2 separate regions of the Zea mays genome follow, and region 2 is linked to region 1. The links are chromatin contacts, called in public Hi-C maps. All regions are on one chromosome and are shown on one strand. Each heading gives the region's core, a stretch centred on a gene start, on an enhancer-like site or on the middle of the called end of the contact. The rest is flanking DNA. Distances are from core to core; before and after follow the strand shown.

What was found. A called contact is a pair of places that touch in the nucleus more often than the background predicts.
Region 2: a contact with region 1 is called in a Hi-C map of tassel, with 6 times the contacts expected there. The contact joins the promoter of LOC103626451 here to the promoter of LOC100282004 in region 1. A contact is called at or near these places in 7 of 25 Hi-C or Micro-C datasets (bundle sheath, ear, leaf and 2 more).

What each region holds. Positions count from the first base shown.
Region 1 is chr5:62,647,729-62,651,893 of Zm-B73-REFERENCE-NAM-5.0, forward strand. It overlaps LOC100282004 (NADH ubiquinone oxidoreductase B22-like subunit), which reads right to left and starts at 1,564. Exons shown (of 5, transcript NM_001154918.2): 1 at 1,348-1,564; 2 at 1,228-1,269; 3 at 1,039-1,120; 4 at 593-648. The coding sequence starts at 1,473.
Region 2 is chr5:62,863,759-62,867,793 of Zm-B73-REFERENCE-NAM-5.0, forward strand. It overlaps LOC103626451, which reads right to left and starts at 2,101. Exons shown (of 1, transcript XM_008646861.3): 1 at 383-2,101. The coding sequence starts at 1,271. The coding sequence ends at 597. LOC103626452 (serine/threonine-protein kinase NLK-like) reads right to left here and starts at 3,187. Exons shown (of 1, transcript NM_001150702.2): 1 at 2,280-3,187. The coding sequence starts at 3,062. The coding sequence ends at 2,499. LOC100283830 reads left to right here. Exons shown (of 5, transcript NM_001370558.1): 5 at 1-220. The coding sequence ends at 44.

The sequences.
Region 1 (4,165 bases), core at 314-2,813:
TTGTTTTGTTAACTCTATAAGATACTCTGTAGCATCCAAATAGAGGAAACGGTGCTATGAAAAACGAACTTGGCGAGCAAATCAGTGTGTGTGGGAGGGGGGACGGGGTAGGGTAATGTGGCCATAGAAGATGAAGTCATTTTGTAAACTTTAAGCCAATAATATGATACTATGGCAGCAGAGATGTTTGGCATGGTTCACCCCATCACGTCCAAGTAGAGGATACTCGGTTATGAAATAACTGTAAAAGCAACTACATTTGCGTAAGAATTGGTAAAAGTTCCTGCGATGAATTTATAATTTTGGCCAAAGCACTGCAACTAAAAAAACCCGCATTCCAAAGGGGCCTTAAATAAAAACTCTAGCTCGCTCATCCATTGAGAAATTACAGATGAAACCTTAAGTACTGCTACATCCCTTGCGTTCAAACTAAGTTAGCTTAAACTAGGAACAGTGTACTTTTTTAAGCGATCACAGGAGACAGAGAAGCAAAATATTATGAACGGTAAGGATTGTGGCATTGTAGTGAATCAAATTAGCATAACACAAATATATTACATCGCATAAAGAGTGGTGTAAGCTGTGGTCTTACCCCTTGAGGTGGAGGGGGGTTTCTTGTGAATTTAGTGCCGCCTGGTGCCCATGGAACTGCAGAGATAAGAAGAGGCATATAAAGATTAGGCTTTAGGGTTCCAGCAGAGACTTGCCTCGCACATTTGGTAGTTCATACACACTAGCACAATCATTCTATATAAGATTAAAACTTTGACGACAATCAACTACAAATAACTTTTCACTTGCATCTCATCTCATCAAATAGGATTATAACCATCGGTGTTACTAGGGCTGAACAAACTAATACCCCTAGCAGGTATAAATCTATAAACTTCTGCAATAACTCTGAAAGGTTCACTATAAAGTAAATTTAATCCATATGCAATGGTCTATCCAAACAAAAGCGTTGCTGCCATTCGACATGATTTGATGCGAAACATTTCACTGGTCAGAAAGGATAAGGAGAACAAGAAAAAAGCTTACCAATGTAGGGATCGGGGTGCTGGAAGTTCCTGTACTGAGCCTCCGCATCGTCAATGAGCCTATCGACCACGTCCAGGTTATCCTGCACCACCAACCCCACGCGAAACCCAACATCATATAGAGCACCAGACAGAAGCAAAACGTGGGAGGCGAGGTCTGCGGAAAGGGATCGGCAGGAGGAGGCCTTACCACGTGTCGGTTGGCCTCGAACTTGTCCCGGAGATCCGACGCCTGCGCGGGAGAGGGAGCACGAGGTCAGATCGAGATCCAGATCAAGATCGAGAGGGAGGCGGAGGGGGAGGAACTGACGTCCTGGTAGAAGAGGTGGCGGTGGACGGCCCAGTTGAGCGTGTCCTTGAGCGCCCTGCGGTAGAGCAGGCGCACCCGCTCCTTCTGCGCCGCCCGCCGCGCCAGGTACCCCGCCGTCGACGCCATAGACCTCGCCGCCGCTCCTTTGTCCTTTCCTTTCCTTTTTCTCTTTCCTCTCGCTGCAGTAGTAGTCGGGTTGGGAGGTTGGGGGTCGGATTCGGACGCGGGGTCACGGCCTCTCAGCTGTCTATGGGCTGTTTGGGCTTCTAGCGCGCTAGGGCCGGCCCATTTTGCTTCCCGTTTTCTTCCCGGTCCACTTTATACACTCGTCTTTCTTCCCCCTCTCTGCGGTGGTGTGCACACACATCTTTTCTCTTTTCTTTTTTTCGGACTATTTCAACGTGCTTTTTAATAAAAAAAATTTTATATATAGTCCGTGTAGCGCGTGTGGAGTATGACGAAAGAAAAAGATTGTATAACCAACTGTGATGGAATATCGGTAGCGATTAGGCGAGAAATTAAGCCGGGGTATTAAAGTCCAACGTTTCACCTCTATTAGTCAAGCTGACCCTGCGCCATCAAAATGCTCCTTTTTTTTTGGTGTGTGTGTGTGAGTGTGACTGTGGTGGTGGTGTTCCCACAGCCAGCCAGCTTGCTACTTCAACATGCTACAGTGCTCTGGCTTTGGTGCTGTGAAGATAGCAAGTTCAAATTTCACAGCTCGTAGTTATTAACTAGGGCTGGATATCGAACTAGCTTGACTCGTCCGACCCTGAGCTTGGCTTTGGTGTTGTGAAGATTGGGTATTGTGAGGATTACAAGCAGTTCAGATTTCGCAGCTTGTAGTTGTAGTCAATGGCACATGCAGCGCACTTCTTTGAAATATGTGTGATGGGCAATAAGATGGAAGGCGCACTGCTAGCTACGGTTGAGTAGGAACTCTCTCTGAATTTATTATACTAGTTTAGAGAACAGTTTTTAGATGGTGATGGCAGCTGGGCAGATCCACATCAGCGAGGCCCTAGCAGCAAGCAGAGAGGCTCGTCGCAGGCGGTGAGGCTAGTAGGAGCACAAGCAAGGCCGGGATGTCGGAGGCGGCATGGCAGGGAGGAACACGGTGGCGTGGTGAGCGGACCAGGTCGGCGTGCGATCGGAGGTGAGAAGGGGGCTCTGCCAGCGATGACACGGGGCGGTTGGGGCTAGCGATATCGGCAGCGACTGCGCACAAACGAAGATGGCGGTAATAGCGGAGGACGAATAGTCTGGTACTCTGGTGGGTGCTCGCCTGCTCGGTGCGTGGAGGAGAAAAATGTGATGGGTACAAGCCTATTCGAAGAGGTAGGGATGGGCGAGGGGTCGAGGGCACGCATCAGCACGAAACGAAATCTGTATGTCCGTGAAGCACGGTCATGTGGGATAGAAAAATGGAGTGGATTGGACAAGAGACAGACGGTGGCCCACACGGTCGATTTGTGCGTTGGTTTCTCCGGATAGTTTTCCAATGACCTAGGGAGGAGGACTGTGACGTGTGGAGGACTGCGAGACGTGTCACGATACCGTCACCCGCGCATGCGAGAAACGCGGAGAACGCTTCAAAGCCTAGCTGCTTTTAACTAGAAGAGATACTAGGAGCTTTGAATATATATATATATAGTTCCTGACTTTTCAGGGACCTAATACGAAATCCGATATAAAGGTCACCTCCACACACAAATATATATAATTATATATATATATATATATTGTCGAATATTTGACGCATAAAAAATATTATACACTGTTTTGAAGTTTATAAGATAACAAGTGTAAAATATAGCCAAAAACACTTACTTATTATCTGATATTATTAAAACTATCTTCTAATATTTTGTGATACAAAGTCATCGCTTATATCACTGAGATCAATCTCATCCAATAACTTTTTCGATATGTAGATTCGGCAAGTCATTTAACCTATCTTGAGTTATTGTTGATCACAAATAGTTCAAAAAACATTTCAATTTTAAAAAGCTTCTCTCCACCCATGCACCATCATGTGTATATTAAATAATACTCTTATTGTATCAAAATAGAATTCGTTTTGTTTTTTAGTGGATTCATCATCATATAGTTGAATATAAACATAAAAATCAAGAGCTAAAACAAATACTATTTTAAAACGGGTGGAGTATTCGATAAGTAATTGAGGCATTACTTTAACAATCTAAACGAGACTTGTCGATAGCGCATCGATCTTTGCGTATTTGTGTCTAGAATAAATAAGTTTAACAAAAAAAATGGTAGCGGCTAGTAGTTAGGGGTTCTCTGTTTTTTGGACCCGATGCGACCGCACCCCGTCAGATACGGCCCTGTGTGTGTATATATTCCCACTGATGGACGGAAAAAACAGCACGTATAGTATCCCTTGTGATGAGGCGTGAGTTTGACATGGATGGATGGTTCCTGGATCCCTACTGCATGTAAGCAGATCGATGAGAGCTAGAGAAGGTCTACGGCCACACCGTACAAGAAGTTGTTAGGAGTTGACATATATTAGCTAGCCCTGCATGTGGCCACACGTACGGTGGTTGGAACAGTAACCAGCTAGCATGGCATCTCGACGAACCAGTGTGTGTGTGTGTGACAGTGTGTGTGTCCAAGGAGATCGATCATCACAGGGCTACGTTTCAGAGTTTGGCCCCGGGACCATGAGCCTGCGCAATGAAAGCTGAAGCTGAAGATGGAGAAGGAAAAGGAGAAGGAGAAGGAGAAGGAGCGGCACGAGAAAGACGAAGGCAGCGACAGGCGGCGAGCAGGGTTTTTATTAAGGGAAATTTGG
Region 2 (4,035 bases), core at 851-3,350, 220 kb after region 1:
TTCAGAACAGTGAGTCGGAACCGCAAGAGCCTTCTTCACCTTAACCTAATCCTTTTGCTAGATCTCGTGAAAATCTGCAGCGGAGTAAATGCAGGCATTACGTCGATACCGTTAGGTTTCCTTATGCAGTTTGCAGAGGTTAAACATATTTATATATGTATTAATTCGTTTTGCGTTTGGAACCTCCACCGGTTTTTTTTGAAGCAAACTGCAGCTGGTGAAGTGGCAAGCGTGCCCTCGTGTTTAAGTTGATCATTTCAAAATACGTGCCCCCTGAGGGCCGTAAAACTGAGAACTCTATAGTTGTCTGGTCAACAGTCGGTCTTGGTTGCCTCTGTATTTTATCTTCGGTTTGACTACTCTAGGGTGGCGAATTACAACATACAGTATAATGCAGAAAGGTTCCCAAACGTGCTTCGGTTTTTTTTGTTGTCTGGTTATTATTTACATACATGCACTGCATATCCTTTTTTATATATTTTATCTCCGTTATGAAAATTTCTCTCGGAGCACAGCACACTGTTTGAACATATATTTCCGGATTAGAATTCCATGAGCTGTATATGCATGTATAATCGTATATGCATGCACCACCATCACGTGCACGAGCAGCTGCCGCCGCTTGCTGTTCTCAAGGCGCTCGTCTCCATGATGGATATCTCATCAGCAAGCGACAGCTTGGTGCCCTTGAGAGCCAGGACGTCGGTGGTGCCGCCGGTTTCCGCCGCCGCATCCAGCGTCTTCCTGGACACGATGGCGTGGATCTCCCGGAGCAGCGTGAGGAAGGCACGCTCGACGTTGTCGCCGCTGAGGGCAGACGCCTCCGAGAAGAAGAGCCCCTGCTCCTCCGCGAAGGCGGCGGCCTCGTCCGCGTCCACCGCGCGGCGGCCGGCGTCGCGCGCCAGGTCGGCCTTGTTGCCGACGAGCATGACGACGATGGACTTGTCGGCGTGGGCGCGCAGCTCGGCGACCCAGCGCGTGGCGTGGTCGAAGGTGCGGCGGCTGGTGACGTCGTAGACGAGCATGGCGCCGAGCGCGCCGCGGTAGTAGGCGCTGGTGACCGCGCGGTAGCGCTCCTGGCCGGCGGTGTCCCAGATCTGGGCCTTGACGCGGTGGCGCGCGATGTCGACGGTGCGCGTCTGGAACTCGATGCCGATGGTCGACTTGGAGTCCAGGAAGAACTCGTCGCGGGTGAAGCGCCCCAGCAGCTGCGTCTTACCCACCGCCGAGTCGCCGACCACCACGATCTTGAACACGTAGTCCTCCTCCATCTCCGTTGCACGCTACTCCTGACTATCCTGCTTGCAGCTGCAGCGAATGGCTTCCTTCTCCGGCCGGCCGGCCGGCCGTCTCTCTCGCCCCTGTTAGCTCTCACTCTAGTGTCTAGTCATACAAACGCAAGCATATATCTGACGAGACGCAGCCAGGCAGCGACATGCAGAGATCATGTCTTACGCAATCCTTAACCTAATCATATATATACATCATGGCATTATCAGCGGTTAGGTTTGCAAGTGGGCCTTAAGAACAAATCGACTTTAATGCGCAATCCTCAACTGCTACTCGATTTTTCCTGTTGCTATCCTGTCCAACTAAATTAATAAAAGATTAAAATACACGAAGCGGTCCTCAAACTTGACACGCTGCGTCACTTATATCCCCAAACTTAAAATCAGAAAAACGGTTTCTGTAATTTGGTCGGTTCGTGCGAAACCGTTTAAAACCGAGTTTTCTCAGATCATACGCCGACGTGACATACCACGTTGAGCACACTAATAAAAGTTCGCGAAACTAAATGACACAACATTGGAACCTAATTGACTCTGATGTGACAAAAACCGCTTATGCATTTTACTCTCAATAAAACGACTCATCAGCATGATGAGGTTGTCAGTACTCTCAGTGTGCACGCACAATAAACGCGGCTAAGCTACGTCATTGCAGGATTCAGAATCTTTGTTGGTTGCAGGCCGTTTGATCCGACCTCATTTAGAAACTCTCCGTCTCCGGGGGCAGCAAGCATGGTCATCGAACTGCTTCGGCAAACGAACCAATTAGAGCTTCAGCAGTTTCTGCTGATGCTGGCTAACTGCTGCTGAACAAGAACAATGTGATGATGTTCAGATGTGCTGACAACCAACTAAATCTCCATAGTAGTACAGGGACGGAGCAAAAAAAAAACTTTAATAGAGACCGAACTAAACTACTGTAGAGAAGTCCTTTCTACATTATATTGTGTACATATAAAATTTTAAAGGAGGTTTTATTGAAGATTTATGGGCTCCGTAGCGTTGTACTGATAACCAATGGCAACACAAGTACACAACGTTGGCTAAGCGCCATGTAGCAGAATTTGCTTGTAGAAGAGTACAGACCATGCATCCATGGCGAACGAAGGCCATGCACGAGTACAAACGCTACGCTGGTGGATGAAGTGTTTCGTGTCGAAAAGGCGTGCTGTTTGTTGGGCACTGTACTCGATTAAGCAGCATGCCTAGCTAGTAGGCGTGGCGCGCGCGCGGGCGCGTCGACAGCAGGTGGTCGCAGATGGCGGCGAACTCGGCCAGGGCCTCGGCGAGCACCCCGGCCCTGCCCTTAGCGACGAGCATCCTGACGAGCGCGGCCACCCGCGCGTCCAGCTGCTGCCCCGCGACCGTCACGGCAGCCTCGACCGCGGCGGCGCCCTCTTCCAGGGGCCGCTCTAGCCGGAGGAGAAGGTGGAGGAGCGCGCGCGCGTGGCGCGCGGCGCGGCGCAGCGTGCCCGCGCGGACGCACGCGTCGGCCAGCGCTGCCGCGTATCCCGTGGCGGCGCGGCTGGAGGAGCGCGCGGCGGCCGGGGACGAGCGGGGTGGCGATGGCGCGGCGAGGGCGGGGCTCAGGCGCGCCGCTGGAGGAGCCTGAACGTCAGGCTTGGGCGGCGGCGCGGTTACGGCGGACGCGGAGGTGGCGTGGTGCCTGAGCGGGACAGCGCAGTGGAGGTGGTGGGGCGCCGGGTGCGGGAGCGGGAGCGGGCCGTGGGCGTGGTGGTGCAGGGGCAGGGAGAGGGAGACGGCGGCGTCCATTGTGCTGTGCTGGAGTTGGGGGAGACGAGGGACAGCCACACGTTTTATTCTGCTTGCGGGTGGCTCCCCACGCCACGCCACGGGATGTGGGTCCCGACGGCGGCACGGCCGCACGCGCACGGGAGGAGGAGAGGAGGAACTGGAGGATGGGGACGACGTGGTGGAGGAGGCGGACACGCCGCCGCCGGTGCAGCAGGCGGACTGGACTGGGCTGGACCGAACCGGGGACGTGGACGCCTCTGATGGGCCGTGGGCGCCGCCTCCTCCTTCTCAGCTGTGGGCCGTTGCAGGCTGGAACGGAAAGCTGTGGGCTGGGCCTGCGTCCTTCCAGAGATACAGACCAAGACGAATCTATCTATCTATTCAACCTAATTAGCCTACCGCACCAATGGCACTTTTGACCTTGAAATTATCCATGTCCAAATACCGGCCGTGAGCAAATGAGCAGACATGTATGAGCAAGCGGGAGTAACGCTGCCGTCAACACACCCTTGGCACTATTTTTCCTTTACCAAATCTACAAACAAATCACTGGAAAGACGTAGCGATGAACAAAGCAAATTCCTAAGCAGTAACGTCATGGAACAAACTAATCACAGATCAAGAGTACGATGCATCAACAGCAACGCTATGCTCGAAGACTGGTAGCCGCGCCTGCGCGCCATACGAAATACGAACAATGATATCGTCTCTCGTTTCTTCAAATTCAAAAGTGCGGCCTCCCTAAGACATAAACCTACAAAAACATAGGCCAGGTTCTTCGACCTTCCTCTAACGATCTTTGTCCTCGCTGAACACTTCTAACAGCTAACCACATCGTTTATGATCCCCACACGATCTTATCCTTCGCACTGCAGACCTGGACCTGCATTTTAGGGGTGCAAAATCGGCATATAAGCCCCTATGTAAACCCTTATTGAATCTTGGTTGATCTGTGCTATTTGTGCAAGATGGGGAAAAAACACGACAGCTA